Linked DNA regions of Oryctolagus cuniculus: region 1 is linked to region 2. A link is a contact called in public Micro-C data. All regions are on one chromosome and are shown on one strand. The core of a region is the stretch at or near the end of the contact, and the rest is flanking DNA. Distances in the headings are between cores, read along the strand shown.

Evidence for each region. A called contact is a pair of places that touch in the nucleus more often than the background predicts.
Region 1: a Micro-C map of ear pinna shows a contact between it and region 2, with 18 times the contacts expected there. The contact joins the enhancer-like site here to the promoter of GPC1 in region 2. A contact is called at or near these places in 4 of 6 Hi-C or Micro-C datasets (ear pinna, liver, skin fibroblasts and 1 more).

What each region holds. Positions count from the first base shown.
Region 1 is chr3:1,001,915-1,007,411 of mOryCun1.1, reverse strand. No RefSeq gene overlaps it. Among named protein-coding and RNA genes, the nearest start is that of OTOS, 37 kb to the left of the region's middle. Within about 2 kb of position 1,886, at least 2 of the 8 cell types and tissues checked have an H3K27ac peak or open chromatin away from gene starts, as enhancers often do.
Region 2 is chr3:940,235-945,765 of mOryCun1.1, reverse strand. GPC1 (glypican 1) reads left to right here and starts at 2,804. Exons shown (of 9, transcript XM_051839349.2): 1 at 2,804-3,472. The coding sequence starts at 3,307.

The sequences.
Region 1 (5,497 bases), core at 637-3,136, 63 kb before region 2:
CACGGCCCCTTCCACAGACTCCCCAAGCCCTCCCTGGTTGGAGGCTCCTGGCAGGCCCCCCAGGTCCCAGAGCCCCAGAGGGTGGGGAAGAACAGACCCTGGGGAGCACCCACCCAGCCTGCCTTCAAAGGACTGCTCCCAGCACCAGGGGGCGCTCACGCTCAAGGAAGGGCCCCAGGAAGGCTCCGGGAAGGCAGCGTCTTCCTAAGGCCTGGCCTTCTCTCTGCGGTCCTCAGCTGACCTGGCGCTGGCTCTGGGGCAGCTGTGGCGCCTGACCGGGCTGATGGTGCAGGCTCGGGAGCCCCCGCAGGAGGGAGGGGCTGAGGAGTGGCCCACCCCTGGCTCACAGGGGCTGTGCAGTCCCTCCTGCAGCCAGGGCTGGCACCCATCACCTGAACAAGGGCCCTGTGCTCACGCGGGGCGGGCAGGGCCTGCCTGTCACAGGTGCTCTCCTTGGTGGGGGGGACAGAGGTGCTGTGGCGATGCACTCGCCTAGATCCCAGCTCAGCAGGATGCAGGGCGGGCGGAGGGCTGAACCCAGCCTGTCCGACGTCGCACCGCCTGGACATGGCTGAACCGCACGGCTGTCCCATTACCAACACTTGTGAGCGCAAACTCCCAGTCTCCTGCTGCGCTGAACGCTGACAGCCTGGGGAAGCAGGGACTCATGCTTGGCCCCTGCAGTGGCCGTGCCCGGTGCTGGCAGGCACGGGCTCCTTGTCTGTAAACCACACGGATAACCCCGGGGTCATCGTGGCTCCCGGGCCGCTGTGTGCATCTGGAGCGCCCAGAGGCCAATGCCCTACGAAGCTGAGCTGCTGGGACCAGGGCTGGGGTCAGTGTTCTGCCGGAGCCCCCTGCCCTCCTGCTCTGCACCCTCCACGGCAGGCCCATGAATCCCCGTGCAGAAAAGTCACCAAATCCCTCAGCCACAGGGAAGTTCACTCTGGACACCGACACCAAACGTGGGTGTCCTTGAATCCCCTAGCACGGGGGTGACCTGTGAGGCCCCAATGCCTCTGGGGGCGCTGGCAACTGAGCGTTTTCCCAGGATGCCTTGCTGCTTGCTGTGAGCCCACCTGCGGGTTCCGGCCAGCCACCAAGCTGGGCCAGAAGAGGGAGCGGATGGGGGGACACAGGGTGATGCAGGTACTGGCAGCCCCAGCCTGTGGCTTCCGTGGCTGGGTGCAGCCAACAACCCCAGGCCCTGCACACACTCCCCAGGGCTGCTTCTGGGGCCAGGCCTGGACCCCTGTCCCCAGCAATGCGGCCTTCTCTCTGCTGCGTGACCCCAGACAAGGTCACAGGCCTCCTGGGCTGAAAACAGACCCTGCTGCCGGACACCCGGACAGCCGGTCAGGCGGCCCCGGAGGCCTGATCCTGGGCCCAGTAGGGGCGGGCGCATGGCTGCTGCCAGCCCCTCCTCGTGACTGCCCTCTGTCCCCAAGTCGGTCCATACCCGGCGGCCGGGCAGCCGCGGGCAGAAGTTACAGGCAGTTTCCAGGACAGCAGCGCGACGTGCATAGCGTGAAACGAACGGATCGAGTCCCCCACAGCGCAGGCGCTACCACCACGCCGGAGCCGAATCCTCACCGGAGACCAGCTGTGCCAAGTCGGCAAGAACCCCCGCGGGGCACTGGGGAAGTGGAGTGGAGACCCCGCCCACCTCAGGGACAGAGCCTTGACCCAACCCGCGCTGCTGTCACTCCCTGCCCAAATCCTGGGGACGGAAGGGAGCACAGCACGTGTCGCTGAGACCTCCGGGTGCAGCGTGGGCCTTGGTGTGCGCCATGCGTCTCGGTGTGCGTCTCCCTGTGCGTCTCGGTGTGCGTCATGGGTCTCCGTGTGCGTCTCGGTGTGCGTCATGGGTCTCCGTGTGCGTCTCCCTGTGCGTCTCCCTGTGCGTCTCGGTGTGCATCATGGGTCTCCATGTGCGTCTCGGTGTGCGTCTCCGTGTGCGCTTTGTGTCTCGTTCCCTCTCGGAGTTTCCTCCCAGCATGTGCAGGGTCAACACCACACCCATGCTTTTTCCCTGCCCGTGGGCACCCCATCTTTCGCCGGCTCCAAGGGGGCCGCTCCCGGCCCAGGACCCTCTGGGACCCCCTCATGCCCACCTCCATGGGGGCTGTCCCAGCCCCGTGGCCCCATGGAGGCTTCCAGCAGCGCCCGGTTCCAGCCTGCCTTCCCCCCACCCTCGCAGACGCCCTGGCCTCCCAACCCCTGTCTCCCTGCCTGGGGCGCCTCTCTGGGTTATGGATTCCCGCCCACTCCGGGCCCCCGGGACAGCAGCGGCCTTCCTGGGCCGGAGCCGAGCGCGGGGCCGCGGCAGGCCCAGCTGTGTCCTGCTGAAGGGCTGCTGACAGCGTGCAGCTGGTGTGTGGCGGCAGGCGGGGGCGGCGGCACCTGTCGCTGTGCCCATCACACAGAGCCGGAGGTCTGCCTGGGGCGGGGGGCGGGGCCGCAGTTCCCGCCTCTCGCAGCCGGCTGGCCCTGCAGCCGGGGACCCCTGCGAACACGCAGCAGGGTTCGCTCCTTCCGGCCCCGCGCAGGACAGGACGCGGTACCCAAGGGCCCCATCCTTGCTGCTGCGCACACGGAGCCGGCGGTGGGGTCCCGGGCTCAGCGTGGAGCTCCTGCAGGGGGCGCACCTGAGGTCCCGGCTCTCCTTCCGGCCCCTCCCCCCCAGCCTTTTCCGGGGGCCACTGTGGCCTGGCGGGGCTAAGCCCTGCTTCTGCTCTGCGTGCGCGAAGGGGCTCCAGCGGCTGCCTGGGCCTGGGCAGTGAGGGGGCCATGAGGGGGACCTGGCAGTGACCAGCCTCAGCCTGAAGCTCCTGGGCCGGGAAGCATCCGGGTCTTCCCTGCTCCTGCGGGGACCCCTGTGTGTTGCACGGCGTCCCCTCTCCCTTTGCCCAGAGGCCCAAGCACCCTGCTGGCCTGCTGGCCTGTCCCCTCCGGCCTCCCGTGCAGGGGGCGGGGCGGGGGCTGCCGCCTTCCCTGTCTCCCATCGGGCCAGATGCTGCTGGCTGGTCCCTGGAGGATGCGTCCTGAGGGCTGCCTGCTCCTGGCGAGACACAGCGCTTGCAGGCTCCGGCTGGACCCTGGGTCCTTTAAGTCCCTGACTGATGGGGCAGCCCGCGGGTTCTTCCTTCCCGTTTGTTCCCAGTGTCAGGAGCCCTTCCTGGTGGTTGGGAGGACACTGTGGGTTCAGAGTGGACAGCACAGGAGGGCGTCCCCGTCCGCCCGCGCCCCCGTTTCTGTTGGTTTGGGGTTTATCCTGCTGACGGTCGGAAAGCAAGCAGCACGTTTGCCTACCTCCAGGCCACAGACCCCGGCTTAGGCCTGGCTTTGCTCCTCACGCTGAGTGCCCAGCACCCCTGCACCTGGCCCCTCGCACCCACCGCGCTGCTCTCCCTGGGGGCCGACCTGGAGACCGGCAGGCTCCCTCGGTGGGCGTCTTCCAGTTTTGGTACCACAGCGCACAGCCTGGTGCAGACGCCGGGGGGTTGCCAGCCTGGTGTCGGCACATGTCAACAGTGGCGGCCTCCGTGGGTCAGAGGTCACAAGTCCAACGCGGTGCACATGGTAGCACTGATGTCGCCCATGGATGCTACAGCGCTGTGCACCCCGCCCCCAGGAAGCGAGGAGGAGACCTGGCGTCGTCGGCCCAGCACACAGCTGTCAGGTGTCAGGCCTCTGGGTGACTGCCACCTCGTAGGGGAGAAACGGAATCTGGGCGTTGATTTAATTCACCTTAAAAAAAAAGATTTATTTATTTATTTATTTATTTGAAAGGCAGAGTTACAGAAAGGCAGAGGCAGAGGGAGACAGAGAGGTCTTCCATCTGCTGGTTCACTCCCCAGATGACCACAACAACCAGAACTGCGCCAATCCGAAGCCAGGAGCCCGGAGCCCGGAGCCCAGAGCCCGGAGCTTCCTGTGGGTCTCCCACGCGGGTGCAGGGGCCCAAGCACTTGAGCCATCTTCTACTGCTTTCCCAGGCCATCGCAGAGAGCTGGATCGGAAATGGAGCAGCTGGGACTTGAACCGGTGCCCATGTGGGATGCAGGCACTGCAGACGGCGGCTTTACCCGCTACGCCACAGCGCCGGCCCTAACACCTGTCTTTTCTACAAACAAGGTTGGGGCACCTTTGCAGATTTTAAGGGACATTCGCATTTTCCCTTTTACAAAGTGTGTCCTGCACTGCTGGGGCCTTCCTCTCGTTCAGGAGCCGTCTGTGTTGGCAACGTGAGCCCTGTCTCTGACGTTAGCCGACGCTGAGTGTGTGTTCCAGTTTTCTCGTTTTGGTTTTACACAGGTGAATGCCTGCGTCTTGGCTTCACTGCTCTCAGGGGTACAATGTTTTCCCGGGACCGGCCTTGGGGCCCACTGCTCTCACGCCAGCACCCAGTACTGTACCGGCTCCTCCGCTTGCACCCAGCTCCCTGCTGAGGCCTGGGAAGGCAGCAGAAGGTGGCCCAAATGTGAGGGCCCCAGCACCCACGCAGAGACCCAGGTGGAGCTCCTGGCTTCGGCCTGGCCCAGCCCCAGCTATTGCGGTCATTTGGGGAGACCTCCCGCCATCTCTCTCTCCCTATCTGTTTCACTCCCTTTCAGATAAATAAGGAAATGGGCGTATTTTAAGTTAGCGCTCCCGGCGCCGGGGTGCAGAGGAAGCGGCCACATTCACCTGATTTCCCAGGACCCCTGTGCTGCCCTGACGCACGGCGCCCGCGAGGAGCGGGTCTGCCCTCGTCTCTGGGCACCTGACCACTGTGGGGCCCACACCCATTGACCGACAGTCCTGTCCCACTCTGCTGGGCGCCCAGCACCTCCCGTGCCCAGGGTTCTGCTGCTGAGCACTCTGGGAGTGACCCTCGGGTCCCCCTGCCCTTTGCCCTTTGCCCTTTGCCCTTTGCCTTTCCCTGGATTTCCTGGATAGTCTCAATTTTCTTCTCTTTCCGTGAAAGAAAACTTGTAACACCCGGTGCGGTCTCCTCCTGGTCACTTCTGTGCCTGGCACCCACCCTGGGAGACCCTGCACCGCCAGCCAAGCCCCTTCCCGCCATGGCCCCGCTCCCCCACGCCTCAGGCCTCGGCTCAGAGGCTCCTCCGAGAAGGAGTCCTGCTCCCTCGCCACCTCTGCCCATTGCTGTTCTGTTGTCCTCACAGTGCTTGTCCATACCCCTCATTCCACGAGTCTGTTTCTGTTCTAGTAATGGGTGCATGGGTGCGGTCTGTGGCAAAATGATGAACTGGTACTGTTCTGCAACGGACCTTCAACCAAGAACAGTGGGGTGCTCTTGATAGCAGAAACAACTGGGGACATGTGGGTGGAGGGGTGGGGGGGTGGGGGGGTGGAGGGGTGGAGGGGTGGATGGTGGGATAGGGATGGATGAGTAGGTTGACTTATGGATGGGTGAGTGGGTAGATGGGTGGATGGGTGGGTGGATGGGTAGGTGGATGGATGGATGGGTGGGAGGGTGGACGGGAAGGTG
Region 2 (5,531 bases), core at 1,555-4,054:
CAGGGAACCCACGAGGCCGTGGTGGGGGCACCTGGGGTCATGGGAAGGGGGCTCGGTCAGGCCACACCTGGGTGCCAGGCCCAGGGGAGGCAGAGCCCAGTCTTTGGGGGTCACCTTCCATAGCCAGGGTGCTCAGAGCAGAGCCGGGCACCAGCTCACAGGGGGCCCTGGTGCAGCCTTCCCTCCCCTGGGCTGCTGGAGCCTGCCCAGGCTCTGGCTGTGCCCTGAGGCCACTGCCTGGGGTGCAGGGGTGGGGCACAGGTCTGCAGCCCTACAGCCCCCACAGCAGGGAGACCCTCACGCACGTCCCCCTACTCCCGAGGGTCAAGCCCCAGTTTGGCGAGCAAGGCACTCCAGGCTTCAGACTGAGCTGAGCGTTGGGGCCTGCGGCCAGGGGCAGCGTGCAGAGCCCCTCTGAGTGTCCCGGCTGAGCAGGACAGCCTGAGGCTGGTGCTGGACCCAGGTCCTTGGGGAGGACAACGGACGGCTCCAAGTGTCACCACAGAGAGCCGGAGTGGATCGAGGGTGGAATCCTGGGGGCCGAAGGCAGCCCCTCCTGCGGCTCTGCCCGGCTTCCTCCCAGCTGTGACTTGGCAGCCACTGGCAGGAAGAGCCCCAGCCCTAACCTTGACCGCCCACCTGCCGCTGCCGCTGCCATCAGCCTCACCTCCCCCGCTGACCACGGGGCCTCCACTCCCCTAAAGCCCTAGGCCACCTCGACACCTCCTGGGTGTCCCAGGCCCACACCAGCCCACACCCTCGCTGCCCGGGCATCTCACGGCCAACCAGACCGCGCCCTTGTCCGCCAGGGCCAGGCCATCATGGCTGTAGCACTCAGGCATGGAGGGGAGCTGGGACGGTGGTGGCTCTGCCTGCCCGGTCTCTGTAAGACAGAGAAGCAAACCCACATCTCCAGCAGCCAGGACAGGCAGCCGCAGGGCGCAGGGCCCCAGAAATGCGTGGCCCCCACACCCACCTCTCCCTGGGGCCCTGGGACTCTGGGTCACAGGAGCCCGAGCCCAGGCCCAACAGCCCTTTCTCCCTGGCTCCCGGCTCTGGCCAGCTGGGGCAGGTAGCCTGTATTGTCCCGGAGGAGCGGCGGGGCCCTGCCAACCACACCCATCCTCCCAAACAGCCAGGAACCAGCAGGGAAAACCACACCTGGCGGGGCTCACCACCCCAGCCCTGGGTGCACTCTGCCTTGGTCATTTGTTCCAGGTCCTGCCCTGGGCACCGGGGTAAACCAGGGCCTGGCAGCCAGCACCGGGGGCCAGGGTGCAGGGCTCCCTGGCCGGGGGGGGGGGGGGGGGTGGCGTGCAGCAGCTCCTCTGCTCCCGCCCCCAAGCAAGCTCCGCCCTGCCTGCACCCATGCCCCTGCCCTCCACAGGGCCTCCACTCACCTAGAGCCCTAGGCCACCACGACACCTGCCCCTTGCGGGACCCCTCCCAATGAGGGACAGATCAGGAAACCGCCCAGGCGCAGGCTCACAGACGCCAAGTGGCAGGGCTGGGATTTGAACTCAGGTCTGAGTCCGCTCTCATTCCAGGGCAGGACCAGCTCCGATGCCGTGCCTTCGATCAGGAGTCCGTAACCGTAATCCTAACCCTAGTGGGGGGAGGGGCACCCCAGCCCCCTCCCCCCCATACCCCAGTCTGCGCTGGAGCCATGGCCTCCCCTGCACTCCCTCAAACACAGGTGGGACTTCGGGATCCAAGACACAGCCCTGCCTGAAAGCAGAGGGTGGGAGCCACCAGGGCCCAGCCCCAGGACACAGGCCTGGGAGGCGTCCTGGCTGCCTGCTCTGACCTGAGCGGTCACTCTGGGGTGCGGAGCCATGGTGCACAGTCCGGCTTGGAGCCACCAGACACAGGCTGCCCGCCGATCCCGCCGAGAGGTCTGGAGGGTCCAAGCGCTCAAGCCACAAAAGGGTCTCCGTGGAGCCTCCTCCTGGCTGAAGCCCCTGGCACTCCGGGTGCACACAGCCCTGCCTGTGGCCCAGGGAGACCACACAAAGCGCTGGGGCCGCCGGCCAGGTGCTCCTGACCCCGCTGCTGAGGCAGAGCCAGGCCAGGCCCAGGCAAGAAGGAGCAGGCCCCGAGGGCAGCGGCACCGGGCCGGTGAGTCACGGAAGGCCACGCAGGGCGACAGCGGGGAGGGCACGTCTGGCCCCTCGCACCGGCTCCCAAAGCCGGGCTCTCAGGAAGGGCTCTGGGCAAAGGCGGCGGCCGCCTGCGGGTCCTATCGCCACTCTGGGGGCCCCAGACACCCCGGCTGCCGCGCGGGGTTACCGCGGTTCCCCCCCATTGCGGCCGACCAGACCTCGGGGCCCGCCTGGCGCAGAAGCGAGAGCAGGAGGCCCGGCGGATCCCGGGAAGGGCCCCCTTCCACAGACCCCGCCGGCCCCCGCACGCCGCCTCCTCCTCCTCCTCCCCGCCCCTTCCCGCAGCTCCTCGCCACCACCCGCAGCCGGGGCCACGCCCGCCCCGCGCCGCCGCATGGCTTTGTTTCTCCAGCTTCCAGAGTCACGTGGAGGGAGCCGGGAAACCTGCGGAGAATCCCCAGCCAGAAACCGGGCCACGCGAGGCCTCCGCAGCCGGGCCCGCGCCCCGCGCAGAGCCCCGGCTCCCGCACGCACACTAGAGCGCCGGCTCCGCGCGCGGGGCAGACGGAAGGCAGGGCGCGCGGCCAGCGCGGGGGGCAGCGCGGCGGGACGGTGCGTGCAGATTTCGGCTGGGGGCGGGGAAGCTCCTGATTGGAGCGCGCCGGGCGTGATGTCACGTCCGGCGGGGGAAGCCCTGCCTCGGCGCCCCCTCCCCGGCCCCCGCCCCGCCCCCACAGGTGGTGCCGCCGCCCTGGGCGCCGGCGAGGGGGGCCGCCCTGGGGACCCCGGACGCGCGGTTCGCACTGCCCCCGGCTCCTCCCGCCGCGCCCGAGCAGCCGGCCGGTTGGCGCGGGCGGGGTGAGCCTCGGGTGTCCCGAGAGCCGAGGAGCCCCGGTGCGCCCCGGATCGTGCCCCGCCCCTCCCCTCTCCCGCGGCCGCCGAGGGGCCGGGCCGGCGGCGGGGGAGGCGCCGAGCCGGGGCTGCGCGCTCGCCCGCCGCGCTCTGGGCGGCCCGACCGAGCGGCCGGACCGAGCGCCCCGCGCGCCCCGCGCCTCCGTCGCCGCCGGCTTTGTTGTCTCCGCCTGCGGACCGCGCGCCGCGCGTCGGGACCTTGGCTCTGCCCTTCTCGGACGGGGGCTGCGCGGGGCCCGGCCGGGATCCGAACGGGGCGCGGGCGGGCGGCTGGGGGCGCCGCCGCCGCGCCATGGCGCTCCGGGCCCGACGCTGGTGGCTGCTGTGCGCGGCCGCCGCGCTCGTCTCCTGCGCCCGCGGGGACCCCGCCAGCAAAAGCCGGAGCTGCAGCGAAGTCCGCCAGATCTACGGGGCCAAGGGCTTCAGCCTGAGCGACGTGCCCCAGGCGGAGATCTCGGGTGAGTGAGGCCCGCACCCCAGCGCCCCGCGGCTCCCCGCGCGGCCACTCGCGCGGAACACCGGCCCGGCTGGCCCGCACCCCCACGGCCCTCGCTGCCCCGCTCCGCGCCCGCGGTCCCCGGGCGCACGCCGGCCCTTCTCGGCGAAGCTGCTCTCGCCGGGCTGCGGGCCAGGCGGTCCCCCTCTCGGCGCGCTCCTCCCGGGGGCAGCCAGCCGGCCGCCCTCGCCGCGGGGCGGGCTGACCTGCCCGGGGCTGCCCGCAGAGTCTCTGGCGACGGGAGCCTGAGTGGGTCTTGCGGGTGGACCCCCCCCCCCGAACCCGGTGGCGGACGGGGAAACGGGGTCCGGACTGCGCGACCCGAGCCGGCGGGCGGAACGTGGCGCTGCGCAGGAATTCTGCTCTCCAACTTGTGCCCGCCCGCGCCCCCGCCCTTGCGAGCGCCGGGCCCCGCCGGGCACTGCGGCCGCCTGGGACTGCGAGGCCAGCTGCAGGTGGTCGGCGCCTTGGATCCCGCCCAGGGCCTGCCCTGCCTTTGTCGGAGCGGCGCGCTCGTTCGCTCGCCGCGGCCGCCTCAGCCCTGCAGCTGCCTGCAGGCGCAGCCCCTCCCTGCCGCCCGAAGAGCTCCAGGGACGGAGTGCCTGTGGGGTGGGGCGGTGGGCGCAGCTTTCCGAGGCCCGCCCAGACCCCCGCGTCCCCCTCAAACGAGTGTAAAGCCTCGCTGGCCACTGTGAGCCGGAGCTCGGCACCCCTGGTTCCGGGTGGGCGGGCGCGCCCAGATGGTGACATGGGGATGGCAGGTGCCCACTGCCGGGTGGGGGGTGCTCTGTGGCCTGCCATGCCCCCGGCACCCGCCCCAGGACAGGCCTTCCCCTGCCTCCCTCTGCAGATGCAGGCCTGGTCGTCAGCCCTGGACCAGCCCGTCTGGGAGGCTGCACACCTGGGTGCCCGGCAGCACCCGGCCCTGGCAGTGTCGGGCTCACGCCCTGCCTCCTCCCCTACACGAGCATGAACTTGACCTGGGCGTCCCTGGCATTGCTGCCGAATCCGGGGGTGGCTGAGGAGCTGCCCCCGCTCTGGGGCTCAGCTGTGGCATCCGCCGGCTGCCCTGAGCTTGCTCGCCGCTGCTGGCCGCTATCCCACTGAGGCAGACAGAAGCAGAGTTTGGGCAGCCGTAGGGGTGAGGAGGGGGAGGGCTGGGCCGGTGGGCCTGGGGCTTGTCCCCTTGGACAGGGAGCACAGTGGGACAGGGACCAGCGAGTGGTGTTGGTTTCTACGTGGAGGGGTGGGGGTGCCGCCCTCCCCCAGGCCTGTGAGGCGGGGGCAACCTCCCTGCTTGCCTGTGCCCTGCAAGGGCACTGCTCCCTCCAGACCCCTCTCTGCACTGCCCCCGCGACCCCACAGGGCCAGAGCTTGTGTGGGCACCACTGGGGTCGAGAGAGGCTGGGTGGCCTCCAGGGCCACCGCAGTCCTCGGGGCAGCCAAGCCCAGCGTCCCCTCTGCCTGGCGCCACCAGGCCTGGCCTCCGTGAGCCGGGCGCCCTCTGGTGGCGCTTTGTCCACGAACCTCCCTCCGTGGCCTGGGGCTGCCCTGGGCCCCTGCTGCAGGCTGCGGTTCCACTGAGGGCCTGGGGGTGGCCGCCTGTTGGGCTTTGGCACTGGGCTCAGCTGGCCAGGCCTGGGGAGGCAGCAGAGACCCCCCCCCGGAAGGGAGCGGGCAGGAGGCCTGGGCTGAGCTGGCCTCTGCAGCGTGGGCTGAGGAGCCAGGAGTGGGGACACAGCAGCCGCTGGCGGGGCGGCGTGGGGGCAGGGCGGGCTCCTGGTCCCTACTTTCTGGACAGCCCAGCCAGGTGGTGCTGACGATGGTCGTCCCGGGGGGCAGGTGAGGCAGCAGGCCTGGGAGGGGCGCTCCCGGGGACGGCAGGGGGACGAGGGTCGAGGTCCTGCCGCCCAGCCTTAGCACACCAGTTGCTCTCTGCGTGCCCGTCTGCGTGTCCGCTGCGTGGGCCACTGCTGCCAGGTTCTCTCTTGCAGCCACAGAGCCTGGCCCCCAGTGGGGGC